2 separate regions of the Mus musculus genome follow, and region 1 is linked to region 2. Evidence: chromatin contacts called from public Hi-C data. All regions are on one chromosome and are shown on one strand. The core of a region is the stretch at or near the end of the contact, and the rest is flanking DNA. Distances in the headings are between cores, read along the strand shown. Region 1 overlaps Fbxw7 (F-box and WD-40 domain protein 7). Region 2 has its middle 19 kb from the start of Tmem154.

The links. Hi-C and Micro-C count contacts between places; a contact is called where the count stands out from the background.
Region 1: a contact with region 2 is called in a Hi-C map of bone marrow-derived macrophages, with 24 read pairs. The contact joins two enhancer-like sites. A contact is called at or near these places in 1 of 15 datasets of contacts at CTCF or cohesin (the NIH/3T3 cell line), 2 of 484 Hi-C or Micro-C datasets (bone marrow-derived macrophages and nephron progenitors), 5 of 115 datasets of contacts at active chromatin or transcription factors (the SCID.adh cell line, bone marrow-derived macrophages, embryonic limb bud and 1 more) and 1 of 9 other capture datasets (embryonic stem cells).

What each region holds. Positions count from the first base shown.
Region 1 is chr3:84,881,312-84,885,844 of GRCm38.p6, reverse strand. All of the region lies in intron 3 of Fbxw7 (F-box and WD-40 domain protein 7), which reads right to left. Among named protein-coding and RNA genes, the nearest start is that of Gm40080, 5.1 kb to the right of the region's middle. Within about 2 kb of position 1,859, at least 56 of the 459 cell types and tissues checked have an H3K27ac peak or open chromatin away from gene starts, as enhancers often do. A contact at or near this core is called in bone marrow-derived macrophages, where this site is marked.
Region 2 is chr3:84,645,506-84,649,842 of GRCm38.p6, reverse strand. No RefSeq gene overlaps it. Among named protein-coding and RNA genes, the nearest start is that of Tmem154, 19 kb to the left of the region's middle. Within about 2 kb of position 2,057, at least 82 of the 459 cell types and tissues checked have an H3K27ac peak or open chromatin away from gene starts, as enhancers often do. A contact at or near this core is called in bone marrow-derived macrophages, where this site is marked.

The sequences.
Region 1 (4,533 bases), core at 610-3,109, 240 kb before region 2:
CTCTTCCCCATTCTTCTGTTTCTTTTTAGAAGGCAAATGAGAGGCATGCTAGAACAAGGATTTTTCTTCAATTCACTTGTTGTTGAAGCTTCACTGTCCCCTGGAATTTTACCTTGGAGCTTTATAAGAATTCTTTGTGTCTTTGGTGGAATTTATACTGCTTCAGAGAAAGTTAAATTTGCTTGAGCTAAGCTGCCTAGGAATAGAATCACCTGATCACCACTTTAAAGCCACTGCTCAAGAAAAGATGACAGCAAAATGCAAACGATGATGAGATCTGTCATTCTGACAAGGACTCCCCCACAGCTTCATCAGGTCAATGTTATCTGAGTTACTTTTATTCCAAGTTGTTACTGCATGGGTAGAAGTCACAGTCAACAGTGGTGGAAGGGGTCAGGGGGTAAAGCTGCATTGTTTAATCTCAGCTCTGTGGCATCAGGAGATCAGAGCTGACAAACAGTCATGTGATCCTATCATCAGGACACCAGATCACAAGCAACTTAGCAATGAGTGCACACACTGGGAGAAGATAAAAACAACCTGTTTTATAGAACCCTGGCTCAAGGAGGGGAGAGGAAAAGGGGTGGGAGGAAGGGGACATAAGTAGAGGACATGGGGGGTGGGGGTGGGGGGAGAGGCAAACCTCATAGCCTGAGAGCTGTGGGCCATCCCTCTTGTCAGCCCTCTCCTAGCTGTCTGGAGGAACTTTTACTGTAATAAACTGCTTGCTCAGCTCTTCTGTAAACCCATTTGAAATTCCCTCAGATGGCAGGCAAGAGCTAAGGGAGCCGGATAACAAGGGTAAGAATGAGATACAGAAACTGATAGAGCATATCGCCTGTAAAATGGGTGATGTCTGTCCTAATGTGTCTACTGAAAACTACCTGGCACAATATTCCCATTCATCTTCAAGTCAGTTAATTTACTTTAACACACCTCCTTATTCACTACTCAACCAGTGAGGGAGGGGGGCTATTATGAGAGCCTATAGGCATTCAAACTGTAAGGTGTCAGAAAATCATTTCTACTTGTGCTTGTAAATAAACAGAAGACTTTTCTAACTTACTAAGAAGTAGGGCTGGAGACAGCAACCAGTAAAGTGCTTGCCACGCAGGAGGACCTGTGCTCAATGCCCAGACCCCAAGACCCGACTAGTGCTTCTGATCTTAAAACCTATTTGGAAATTTAAGTCTCCCAGCAGGAGACAGAAGGAAGGTCCCTGGAGCTCACTTGTCACAAAAACAAAACAAGGTGGACAGTGTGTGAGGAATAACTTCAGAGGCCGACCTCTGACCTCTACGTGTATGTGCACACAAAGATGCAGGGACACACCAGTATGTGTACATAATACCATGTCTGGAAAATCTGATTCCACTAGCATTTGGAAAGTGTTAATACTGTCAAATTAACAGGACCTACAACCACCCAGGAAAGCAGATTTTGCCCTTGCCTGTACCTGTCTCCTCAATTAGGTTAACTGATAACTTAGGCTCTAAAGACCCACCCTAAAATTAGGAAGTAGCATTCCTTTACAGGCTGGGTCCTGAACTGAACAGAAAGGGGAAGCATTGCTGGGCAGCAAGAATGTAACCTGAATGTCACTGGAGGGTCCCCTCATGACAGCCCATCATCAACTGTGAGCCAAAATCAGCCCTTTCTCTTAACAAAAAGTTGCTTTTGTTAAGGGCGTTTTATCACAGCGACTGGAATGAGGTGACATGCTGACCCTCTTATTCAGCAGTCACATGGTAATTTGTCTTGTAAACATATCTCACCGCATGTCCTCCTTTGGAGTAGTGCTTCAGGGATCACGTGCCTCACTCAGAAAGGAGGGGGAAGTAAAAACTAGAGCTGCAGAGATAGCTCAGCCTGTCACGTGCTTGGTGTTCAAGCATGTGTTCCTGACGCCGATGCCCGGTACCCACGGGCAGGCCAGGGGCAGCTCCCAGCACTGGGAAGAAGACAAGAAGATTCCTGGTGTTTACCGGCCATCTAGTCAGGTCCAGCCAGAGACCCCGTGTTAAAGACAAGGTAGGCTGTTGCTGTGTCTGAGGAGATACAACAGCTCAGGTTGTTCTCTGGCCTCCAGATGCACGTGCAGAGTTAGGTGTGCCTACACACACATGCACATCTGCGTACACACATTCACGCTATATTAGTAACCACTGGCAAAAGCTGTGTAATGGGATACAGGCATCTTTATTTTGTTTAAAAAAAAAAAAAAAAACTTATGTGTATGAGTTGAGTCTACGCTGCATACGTGCAGTGTCTACAGCGGCCAAAAGAGAATGTTGGATCCCACTAAGCAGCCTCGCATGGATGCCAGATGTTGAACTCAGGTCCTTTGCTAGAGTAGTATATGCTCTTAACTGCTGAGCCATCTCTCAAGCCCTGGGTTCTTTTGAGAGCCATTGGTTCTGAGAACACACTGTCATTCTTAACTTGTTCTGCATGTTGCATGCAAGTTTTCCTTTTCTTAAGGATTGTTTTTGTAAAGAATCCGTTTTGTAAAATGTAAAATCGTGCTTCAGACTGTTGATGGTGTTGAGATAGAATAAGCAAATGGTTTTCATTTTATCCAACCACTGTAGATGTCTGCTACGAGGGCGATTCATATGCCATTCTTGTCACTTACTTTGTTAGGTTACAGTTAAATTCCGGTGCAACTGGAATTACTGAAACAGAAAAGGCAAAAACTGCCCTGGAGCAGCTGCTGGGCCCTTTAGGAAAGCCAACACTGAAGAGCACAGGTGTGGCTGATGCTGCTTGAGGTTCTTAAGCGCCCTTTAATGGCTTTGGAGTGGGGAGTGTGCGAGCCATCTCGGAAGACAGCAGTGGAGAAGGAGCCAGTGGTTTTGTTTTTGCCACAAGTTCTAGGAATCTGCCCTGGAAGCAGTGCCCTTGCTCCCATGGGATGGCTCATCTCGTTGAGTTTTAAGAATCAGCCGTGTTGGTGGCAGCGGATACGGTGAGAGCAGAGTGGAGAGCCTGGGGAAGGCATGCAGGGCAGGGAAGCCAAAAGCAGCAGCTTTGCAGGGACGAGTACTGGAGACAAGGAGCTAAGTGTTGCGGAGCTGAATTCACGAATTGGCAGTGGGTGCAAAAACAGTGTTTAAGGGAAAGGAGCCGAGTCAGAGCCGTGACACTTTACTTCCAGCTTCAGACATGACTAGTTCTTGTTTGTTTGTTTTGTGTGTGTGTTGTCTTGTGTTCAATTCACACAGTTACTCTGGATGTTATGATAAATTTCCTCTACACATATATAATACTGAGTTGGCAAGAAGAATTGGGAAGTGGCTTCCATGGGCACATGTTAAGAGCAGTAAGTGGCATCCTCTAGAATCTAAGGTCTGCATTTGTTGCTTCTGTGTAAGCTAAGCCACCCAAAGAGGCACCCTTTAACATGTGCCTTGTATCCAGGTTAACTTTAGGAGCAACTTGAAAGTCCTTAGTTACTCAGAGGTTGGGAGTCAGGACACTACAGCTTTTTCTCAATGTACACTTTAATACTGATTTTTGCTTTTCTAACATTTCATTCTATTATTAGGGTTTCATTAAAAACAAAAATCAAAGAAATGAAAAGAAAATCAAATTAAAAAAATTAAATCTGAATAGTCAAATTGGTACAAATTCTCTCCTCTTTGTGAGACTTCACCATTCACCCTGGTCTGTCTTGGCATTTAAGTCATAGACTTGTGCATAGCAGAGTGACTGAGGTTAAGGAGGTAGAGCTTTTGAGCAGAAGGGGAATGAACGGTTGGTGGGTCTAGTTTCTGGTGTGGGGAAGATATTCAAAGGAACTGATGTCATTAGTTTGTAAATGATATGGGAAAAGAAAGGAGTTACAAAAAACCTGAGTTTTGATACTGGCACATCACCCATGTTGACAAGTACCCAGTTCTGAAAACTCCAGTCATCTTAGTTAAGAGTTAGTTTAGTAGGATGAGTTCTAGTTGTTTATAAACATTTTATTCTGTGCAGATTGTAGTTTTGATTTTTATTAGTGTTTTTATCCAGAGTGGAAATTGCTTTTAATTACTGATACATATTTATTTTTCTGTAAGAAAGATATATGTTTGCTTATTCCACATTAATTTTTTTGCAGAGACCAGATGTGGTGTGTTTCATGTCATTCATGCCAGCACTGGGAGACAGATACAGGTGGATCTCTGAGTTCAAGGCTAGCTGGTCTATATAGCAGTTGCAGGATTATACAGGGTCACACTGTGAGATCTCAAGAAACAAAAAAGAAGACCACACCACTAACAAAGAAACCATGCCCCCCAAAAGAAATATACATACATATATATGTACATACAAACATATATATTATACTATATATTTATTATATTTTATATATGTATACATATAAAATTTTTAACAGAAAAGACGTATGCCTTATAGTGAGGCTTTGAGAAGTTAAATCATGTAAATGTAAGCAATGAAAAAGAAAGATGGAGTTTGGGAATAGTTACTAACCTTAATCCCTAACCCAGAAGCTGATTCAAAATGTTAGAGAAGAGGGCTTAACTT
Region 2 (4,337 bases), core at 808-3,307:
GCACGTCCAAATATTGACAGACGGGGAACCCATTATTACGAAACCAAGTTAGAACTAGCTGGGTTCAAGATGACTACACAAATGACAAGCAGAGGGGACTGTGACCAAAACAAACAAGTAAACTCACTCTACACAACCCTCTGCTCTGCTCACTCTTGATTTGAGAGACCAAATCTTTTTAGTTCAGGCTCCATTTTAGAGAACTTGAACTCAGGTAAACTAACTGGTGGTACCTAGCATTGGTTTCCAAATTATCCCCCAACAAGATCAGCGGTTCCAGGTTAATCTTCCCCAACAAAATCCAAGCCTAGCTCCAGTTTCTAGGCTAACCCCAACAAATCCAGCATTACCAAGTTAAATGCCTGGATAGAACTTACCCACCCACCCCACCCCACCGCACCCCACCCCACCCCACCCCTGCTTGCTATAAAGCACCACAGATTCACTTAGAACTCATTGATTTTGGAGATCACACAGGTGAGAAGCGCTATGCATCTCCTAATAGCTTTGAGCAGATAGCTCATTTGACTTAGGGGTTGGCAAGCTCAACCTTTGCAGAAACTTGAAGACCTTGTTTGTAGAAAACTCTGATTCTTCACCATAGCTGGCAGTTGGCTAAGAGTCTTGGCGTCTCTGTCTTCATAGTTTGTCTCTCCCTTTGACTGTCCCAGTCTTTCAGTAAGATTCTGCTCAGGTCTGCATGAAACACGGTGGTGATGATGATGACGATAGCCCCAGACCTGGCCTACTGACCACTGGAGCAAGCATGTGTTTTCTCTACCCTGCCCATGTGCTTTTTCAACAACTGAGCACCTATAGTCTGCCAGTCTTACTCTAAGACCCAGATCAAACCATGCGGCCAGGACAGTTACATAAAAAGATGGTACCAGCTGTAACACAGCAGTGGTTGACTGAACTTGACAACCTGTTAAATACACCCCCAAACACACACACACACACACACACACACACACAGAGAGAGAGAGAGAGAGAGAGAGAGAGAGAGAGAGAGAGAGAGCGCCAGTGTGTTCGTGTGTAAGAAAGCACATTGTTTAAACAAGCACTGGTCACCTTTTTTCAGTGTTACTTCCATTTGGCCTGAGTCAAAGGGGTCTCGAGAAGGTCCCAATAGAAAGCCCTGCCTGTCTGGTTGGGTGTGTGGCCTGCTCTAATTTTTACTGCTCCAATGGCACATACTTACGGTTCAGAATCAAGGGGACCGAAAGAGCTAAGACAGGCAGTTCTGAAAGAATGGTTTGTGGAGCAGCAACAGCAATTGCAGCCTGGGGAGTGACTAGAAACACACATCTGGGAACCCACACTGCGACAGCTGAACCAGAAATCTGAGGGTGGGGCCAGAGATCTGCCTTAATAATTTCTCCCAGACACTCTACTGTAACTGGACCTTTGAGAATCTGAAGGGGAAAAATGAATATTTAAAACCATTGAGAATCTTAAAACTTGAAGTTATTAGGCATAATGAGGAGGACAAGGTTCCAGGGTGGCTACTACTAAGTCAGAAAAACTAGGTTTGCTGTCAACAGAGGCTCCTAGTCCTTCCCAGCTTCTCAGCTGCTCCATCAACGCTAAAATCTGTGGTTCCTTTTTTTTTTTTTTTTTTTTTTTTTTTTTTTTTTTTTTTTGAGACAGGGTTTCTCTGTGTAGCTCTGGCTGTCCTGGAACTCACTCTGTAGACCAGGCTGGCCTCGGACTCAGAAATCCACCTGCCTCTGCCTTCCAAGTGCTAGGATTAAAGGCGTGTGCCACCACGCCCAGCAAAATCTGTGATTCTTATGCTGGCTTCACTTTAGAGCCACAGAACCTGCCAACAAGTGGGAATCCTGGGAGTTGGAGAACTGGCATTATGAGGTGATTCCAATGTACAGCCGTGGTTCTGAACCAGTGGTCTGGATGGAATTCCTGGACTGAGAGACAGCCACAGCCTTGACCTTGGTACGAGGACAGAGCTTTGCTGGGGAAGTTCAGTGGGGAAGGGAGCTGGGCTATGAGATCATCCTCCCAGAATCCTCCCTGGTCTCTGATGGACACTGGGGTTCTTATACAGCCTCGAGTTCGCTAAGTGAGAAGCCTGAGTATCAACAGAGGCTGTGCCTGAAGGATCTGGAAAGAGTTCAGAGAAGAGAAACAAAGATGACTGAAGAAGAGGACAATGGAGCCTTTGAAAGGAAGTGAAAGGAAACAAGCCCAGCCTGAAAAGCTGAGAGACAGCCACACACTCCTGTCCTGTGGAGGTTGTGCTCGCTGCTGATCGGCCAGGCTCCATTTTCACTGAGGATGAAACAGGAAAACAAATAAACGTCACCCACCTGTGTCTGTGTAAGTCCTTTCACTCTCTATAAACTCCCAGCGCACTCATCCTTGAGTCCACTTGACAGGAGTTAGGATAAACAGAAATGCCCTGAAGCCAGAAGAGCAGCTGGTTAAAGATGCTTCTTTTAATGCACAATAAAAACCAGAACCACTTTTCTCTAACAGGGATGCTTTATGTATTTCCCATTTGACTTTGTGAATTGCATTATTAAAGGGTTGGCAAAATGGCTCATTAAGTAAAGGCACTTGTCACTGAACCTCATGACATGAGGGAAGAGAAAATTAACTCCTACTGGCTTTCTGTCTCTCTCTCTGTCTGTCTGTCTGTCTGTCTCTCTCACGTACACACACACACACACACATGCACACACACCCATTGTTAAAGCAAATTAGAATATCCACCTTTAAAATTATATTTTGGGAGCTTAATTTTTATGTTACTGGTACAGCAATATCCATATGCATCAGGCTCTAAACTCAACCCCCAGCAAACACACACACACACACACTCACACAAGATATATATATATATATGTAATGTCATAGTTAAACTATTTTAGACACTGATTTCCAATGTATCTGAATTTTGTTGGAGCTCTTATTATGCAAAAAATAATAAGTATATTTTACATTCACATGATGTCTTATCTGAATGCCTTTCACCTTGACAACAGTATTTGGTCTGTGAAAAATTATTTGAAGCCATATCAAGGCACTATTTTCCCATTTGAGAAGGAGAGCGGCTTCCCCATTGTCTCACTGTAAACTGTAGACTTGGAGAAGTTTCCAGGGCGAGTGACTCTTGGTTTCAGGCCCTTTGCCACGCTGGCCACACTCATCCTTTGGCACGCATAAAGTCTGGTTTCGACACAGATCACTGGATCCACCCCAGAGTCCTGACTCAGCAGGTCTTGGGTGGGGTCTGAGAACTCTCATTTCAGGTAAGTTACCAGAACTGTTGGCACAGAAAGCCACTGCCTCACACCGTTCACTTTACACACATTCCTGGAGTCTACCTTCTCCACTCAATGTTTAGTCCTCTGTTCTTCTCTAAGAGTTCCCTGGAGCAGGAAGGTAAGGCAGCCTTCAGCCATGTCCAGGCCAAGGAGAAATAAAGCCAGCTACCTCCCGTGGGGTTCCTGTTTTGTATGCTTGGTGAGAACCCCATTCAAGGACGTATAAGAATTGGGTGTGTATAAACGATTTCTTCAGGATCCTTGGGCTCTGCAGGGTAGCAGGCACTGGCTCATAAATCTAAATGATTCATAACAACAGCCTACATAGCATAATAAATGCTTCAAGAAATCAATGAGCAAAACTTCTGTGTTGCAGCTGCACCTAAACACACTCAAAAATTAATAGCTGGAGTTTGAAGGCTACAGAAAAACAGTAAATTGTCTAGCAAAGCGCTGCCTGGGTGAGTCAGTACGAAACGCTGGTACAGTAGAGGCCCCAGGCTGGCCACTTGCAGAAAGAATGCTCTGCACTGTCAAGCCAGGGTCCTTTTGGGATCAAGATTCAAGTCCAGAACTATCTAGTGGAGGATACTTTCCCTAGCGAAAGATCAACCCCAAGAGTGCCCTGTCCGGGTGAACCTGCTCAGCCACACCCAGGGTTCTTTGTCAGTGCATGCACCTAGTTCTAGGGAGTGGCTTTTTTTTAAAAACTGTATTCTCACTAACATGTGACCTTTAATGCTGTTGAGGCGGGAAAGAGAAGGGACACCTTTCTTGGTGAATGGGAAGGATGAGGGAAGGGAACTTCAAAAGAATCAGAGAGTGGGGGGAAAAAAAGAAATATTTGAAACCTGAGTATCTCCAAGCCTGCAAATAGCATTCCAGAAGTCTCTAGAACAGGACCAGGGAAGTGAAAGCCATTTCCAGCGTAGGCAGGTCCCACCCTAAAACACAAGAAAGTCACTCCTCCTGGAGCCCGCTGTGGCTGGCCCGATCCTGGTTAGCGGCTTATTGTTCTCTAACTGGCCCTCAGGGAGAGCCACAAAAACA